2 separate regions of the Zea mays genome follow, and region 1 is linked to region 2. Evidence: chromatin contacts called from public Hi-C data. All regions are on one chromosome and are shown on one strand. The core of a region is the stretch at or near the end of the contact, and the rest is flanking DNA. Distances in the headings are between cores, read along the strand shown.

Region 1 (2,700 bases), core at 183-2,682, 410 kb after region 2:
CAGTGCTTGGCCCCGAACTCGTCGCAGTAGTCCATGTCGAAGAAGAGGGCGTGCGAGAGGCGCCTGGGCACGCCGGCCGCCTCCCTGGCGCGGTGGTACTCCTCGGCGGAGCGCGCCATCTCCTCCGACGGCGGCAGCGGCCGCCAGCCCGACAGCGCCTGCGCCACCCACCTCGCCTGCGCCTCGTAGAACCGCGGCACCAGCACCATCCTCGGCAACCCCACGAAGGACAGCGACGGCGCCAGCGCCGGCGGGAACGTGTGCTCGTACAGCGGGCCGACGCGGCTGTCGTCGACGGTCACCAGGCCTCCCGTGTCCAGGAACGGGAACGAGCAGTCGTACCCGGTGCAGTAGATGATGGAGTCGGCGGCGACACGCGAGCCGTCGGCGAACGTTACCTGCCCATCCTCGCGCAAGCACTCGATCTGCGATATGCAAGCCACATTTAATTTGTCAGGTCACCGTCCGTACCTGGATTGCTGGATCAGATTCTGAACCAGCGAATATTGGAGCATAGATTTGTAGCTGCACGGTTTCCTTTCCTGGAGGTGCAGGTGCAGGTCGCTGTGCCTGGCGACGGCCTTGGACACGGCGGGAGTGAGCGCCTCCATGGACTTGACGCTGACGTGCACCTCCCTCGCCAACTTGGAGAGCTCCAGCGCGATGTCCACGCCGCTATGACGGAAGCCCACGATCACCACCACCTCGCCGTGGAAGGAATCGGGGACCCTATACGAGTGGGAGTGCAGCTGCCTCCTGCTCCACTTGTCCATGCCTATACGAGCAGCATCCATCAGTTGAGCAACAGGCCGGGCATGAACAACGACGCATTCGGTCGGAACCAACCTCTGATGGTTGGGAGCCGTGGCTGGGTGTACTGGCCGACGGCGACGACGACGGCGTCAAACACCTCCTCCTCCGTGGTGACCACCTCGCCATCGCAGCCACGATGTCTAGACCAACTCACCGTCCACCGCTTGATGCCGTCACCGTCATCAGCGGCACGCGGCGCCGCCAGGCCGACGCGCAGGACCTTGGTGTTGAGCCTGACGACGTCCATGAGCCCGAACGCGTCGCAGAAGTCCCTGATGTACCTCAGGAACTCAGCGTGCCCCGGGTACCGCCGGGAGTCGCCGGTGCCGTCGTCTCTGGGGAAGAAGGGGAAGTCGGAGAAGCCCGTGAGCTCCCTCGGGCTGATGAGCCGGACGGAGGCGTACATGCTGCTGTGCGCGCCGGCAGCGCCGAGTGGGTCGCCGCCGTCCGCCCTCGGGTCGTACAGCCACTGCCCGCCGACGCCGCCGCTCTGCTCCATGACCGTCACGTCGTGGCCCTCGCGGAGCAGCTCGCGGGCACACGCCAGCCCCGACACGCCAGCGCCGACCACGCACACTTTCTTGGATGACACCATCTCGCTTCGCCGCCGGACCTGGTCACGGTGTCCCGGATGGCGTTTCTGATCCAAGTCTTCAACATCGTCCAAAGAAACCATGCTTGACCGCTCATTTAGATATTTCGAATGTGTAGGACCCGTTTGCAAAATCTCATCAGTTTCATCCATGAAGCTGTTGAGTAGCTTTCTAAGATGAATTTAAACTGTTTTGGGAAAAAAATATTTTGCAAAACAGCTTCACCAACAATTTCATGCATGGCTGAAAGATAAAAATAAGACAGAGATGTAAAAAAGTTGCTTTTTTTCAACTACCTCTCTTCATTCCTTTGTACAAGCGTAAATGAAGAGCTTCATCTATAAAACTGTTTTGAAAAAGAGAGCTCCACAGCTTCCAATAGCTCATGAAGCTGTATCAGACAGGTTTGTAATATAAATATATAAGTATGTTGTTAGGTATAAACTCCAAGTACAGAAGATTCCGTACATCTGCTAACAAAAGCAGGCAGATGATACAGAAAAGCAGGATCATAAAACAAATATGGTTCAACTACAAAGGACGCCCAGAATCACTTGTGGTAGCACATGTTACACACTTGTGTCAACCAAAGCAATGTGAACATTATATCACTTATTACATGCTTATACATTGAACTATTACAACAACAGATATGCGATCAGAACCTTCATTTCCCAAGACTATCAATACACTAGTTGTACCAAGAGGACGCGGAGCCCCCCAAGAAGTCAGAAATGCCTTCACTTTGTTAGGTTCTACTCCAGTAATTACACCCACACAAGTTTGGATCACCACCACTGCACCAGGCTCACGGTATTGGCAACACTACTACGATTCCTCATTCTTTACTTGAGTCCACTGTGCAGCTTCTTTCTTTCTCCTGACAAGTATCCCAAAGGAAAATCCCAGGAGCAGCGCAAACATCACACTGCCTCCGATTTCCAAGTACAGCGGAGAAATTTTCCGCACGGTGCTGACTCCTGTGCCAAGTTTGGTTCCATCCACCGCCTCAGCAACACTACTGTTACTGGGGGATACCAGGCCAGAAAATATCTCCACCATATCATGGACCTGCCCATCATGGTTCCCCACATAAGTCAGTGTTAGCTTCTCCCTTGTTGCCACAAGTCTGGCGTATCCAAACTCGCCACCGCGGTACATGGAACGCTCAGGCTGAGGAAAGATAGGGACGTCTGGGTGATCAGGCCTCGGTTGCCATACAGGTTGCCAGTCTTGGCCGCCCATCCCGATCACAAGATGCACAGGAGCGCCAGAGTACTGGAAGCTTGATGAA
Region 2 (2,700 bases), core at 15-2,514:
GATAGCTACCAAAATTGGTGTGTACAATGCTATCAGTAAGCTGTCCACCAGTTCATTTGCGCATGGAAGCCATTTGCCTGCCAAAAATATTGGCTGCGCAAATGGACAGAGTACTGGTGCAGTGGTGCTACCAAATCAGCAGCATTAAATGTTGAACTCGTGGATCATCTGGCTTCAAAGGATCACACATAAACCGTGCACCAGTTTGGGGACCATTGTCACTACTGACTTCCCTGCTATGAAATCTAAAAAAGAAAATGTCCCACTTACTATATACTAGTAAAGAAACATTGGATGATAATTGAGTCCTACATGTCGAAATCACAAACGCAGCAAGCTTTGGCATCATTGGCTCATTGCTGTCCAAACACCATTATTTTCTTCAAGTTTGGCATCACCAAAGTATGACAGGGATGACACGTGTCTCGGTTCATGGCAATAATGATAGGCTTCGAAGGAGAAATTCGGGAGGAACTGGAAAGAGAGAGTGACTGAGTTTGATAATTATTTGGGAGCAGGGGAACCGAAGCAGCATTTAGCATGTTCTGGCTGTTCAATGTTCAAGCTGTACTATGTTCTACCCCCATAGGATTTAACTATATATGCGTCCGTTAAGAATGTGACGTGTTGAAATGCCTTTTTTTTAGCAAATGACAGAAATTTATCATTGCTGAAAATTTAACGTTCCTTGACCCGATGGCGATTTCGCCACTTATTGGGCAGCAACAAGGCTATTTTGTCCATGGTCAAGCATATGAATTGGACTGGAGAAGAAAACAGGCTACTCACGTAGTCTCGGCAGTCTCTTAAGCATCTCGTTCGTGATCTCCATGCTCAACCCTTGGGCCAGGTGCCGGCCGACTGCCGACCCAGTAAACGGCACGGGTGAACACATGTACACCCGATGTTTTTTTGCAAAAAGAAAAAGGGAAAAAAAAAGAGAGCAAAGTTAGTGGACACAATACTACATACACCACATTTGTAGTTTGGAACAAATCCGAATAAAACAAACAGTTAGGGTTTGGTGCTAGGCTTCGTAGAGCAGGAAGGGAAGAGATGGGGCGGTCGTACATGGTGGTGGTGGTGTGTTAGTCGACGGCGAAGGGCCCCGCGAAGCACATGGAGGCTGGAGCGTAGGGCGGCGCGGCGGTCGTCGAGCCGTCGCCGAGGGAGAGAGAACGCGGGGCGGGGTGAACGGCGCCACGGCGGTGGAGGCGGGCTGTCCGCCGTTGTTTTTCCTGAGCCGTGCTTTTCATGGCCCTTCCTTTTCTCCACGCAATTGTTTTTCTAGTTTGGTGCATTTTATACATATTCCTCCGTGTTCCAAATCCCAGTAGTTTAGGAATTGTAGGATCTAAAATCATCTTTTTATCCAAAATTAAATAAGAAGAAGATTCCAGTCTCTTCAATCTCTTTCAAATTTGTGGCTCCTAATTCCTAAACTAGCACTAAGGCTGTCTTCTTTGCCGGACCGAACTTTTTACAATTTAGCCTCTTTTTAGAAAAAAAATTCACATTTAAACCCTTGGTCAAACCGACGGCTAGCACGGCTTGATTGAGGCTAGCACAAGCTGACACACCTACGAGCCGTCACACCAAGCCATCATATTTAAACATGGAAACAATTTTTAATACTCCCTCCGTTTCTTTTTATTAGTCGCTTGCACTATCCAGTGACTAATAAAAAGAAACGGAGAGAGTATAAGACATGGATGCTGCAGCAAGGCAAAGCGTGCCGACTCATCAAATCACGGGTGACACATGGGTGCTGCACCAAGGCAAGGCAGCAAGCAAAAAGATACACCTGCACGTCATCTAGTCTACGCACACTGCCACTCGTATTTTTGTGGATGTCAATCAAACTAGAACAAGCGGCGCCCCCCCCCCCCCACACTGAAAAATATAAATACATAATTGTACACGCTATAATCAAATTAAATAGAGGAGGTACTAAATCTCAAATCAAATTTGTTTAGTTCAGAGAGAAAGAAAACAGATATTCAACATAACATAGAACATAGATAGCTCGAAAATAATTCACATTAAAGTTGTAGCACCGCACTTAAACGTGCACCATAGCATGACGTTGAGGCTTGTTTCAGCTGGAAACTGGTCCAAAATAAAATTATATGATCCAAGTTTACGTCTAGTCGATATAGTGGGGAACAGGCACCCAAACCAGAGGTATTTACAAGGTACCTAGAGCCAACTCTTGGCCGACATAATCCAGACAGCTAGGCACAAACATTACGCAACTACAAGTGCAGAGCCATTTCATCTACTAAAGCCAGCTGAACAATCCATCCACAAAAGCGATAAATAGAGGTGACCAAGATGTACATCCATAAAAGGCAAGACATCATTTGTGACGTGTTCAGACTGCAGATTTGTCAAGGCTGGAAACAAATATAAGAATGTGAGTATAAAGTTCCATAATATTATGCGCTGGGTCTTTGAAGTTAATGTTATACCAAAGAAAGATATTAAGCACATGTATACAACCTCGAGGCTAAACAAACAGGGTCTTGATCGCAAACCAATAGCTTTAGGCAGTTTACTGAGGCAAGAAAGATATGATTATGCAGCTGCCTATAGAGGAAGCTGTTCACTAGCTAAGTACTTTTGGCTCTGCCCAGAGCTATATCCAGCAAAGAGCTATATTCAGCAAAGAGCTATATGCAACTGCTATAGCGTGATCGA

The links. Hi-C and Micro-C count contacts between places; a contact is called where the count stands out from the background.
Region 1: a contact with region 2 is called in a Hi-C map of leaf, with 9 times the contacts expected there. The contact joins the promoter of LOC103631875 here to the promoter of LOC100280358 in region 2. A contact is called at or near these places in 4 of 25 Hi-C or Micro-C datasets (bundle sheath, ear, leaf and 1 more).

Annotation. Positions count from the first base shown.
Region 1 is chr7:1,880,667-1,883,366 of Zm-B73-REFERENCE-NAM-5.0, forward strand. It overlaps LOC103631875 (flavin-containing monooxygenase FMO GS-OX-like 8), which reads right to left and starts at 1,433. Exons shown (of 3, transcript NM_001364923.1): 1 at 847-1,433; 2 at 543-775; 3 at 1-425. The coding sequence starts at 1,408. It overlaps LOC100286077, which reads right to left. Exons shown (of 2, transcript NM_001364924.2): 2 at 1,817-2,700. The coding sequence ends at 2,235.
Region 2 is chr7:1,469,761-1,472,460 of Zm-B73-REFERENCE-NAM-5.0, forward strand. It overlaps LOC100280358, which reads right to left and starts at 1,265. Exons shown (of 10, transcript NM_001153284.1): 1 at 790-1,265.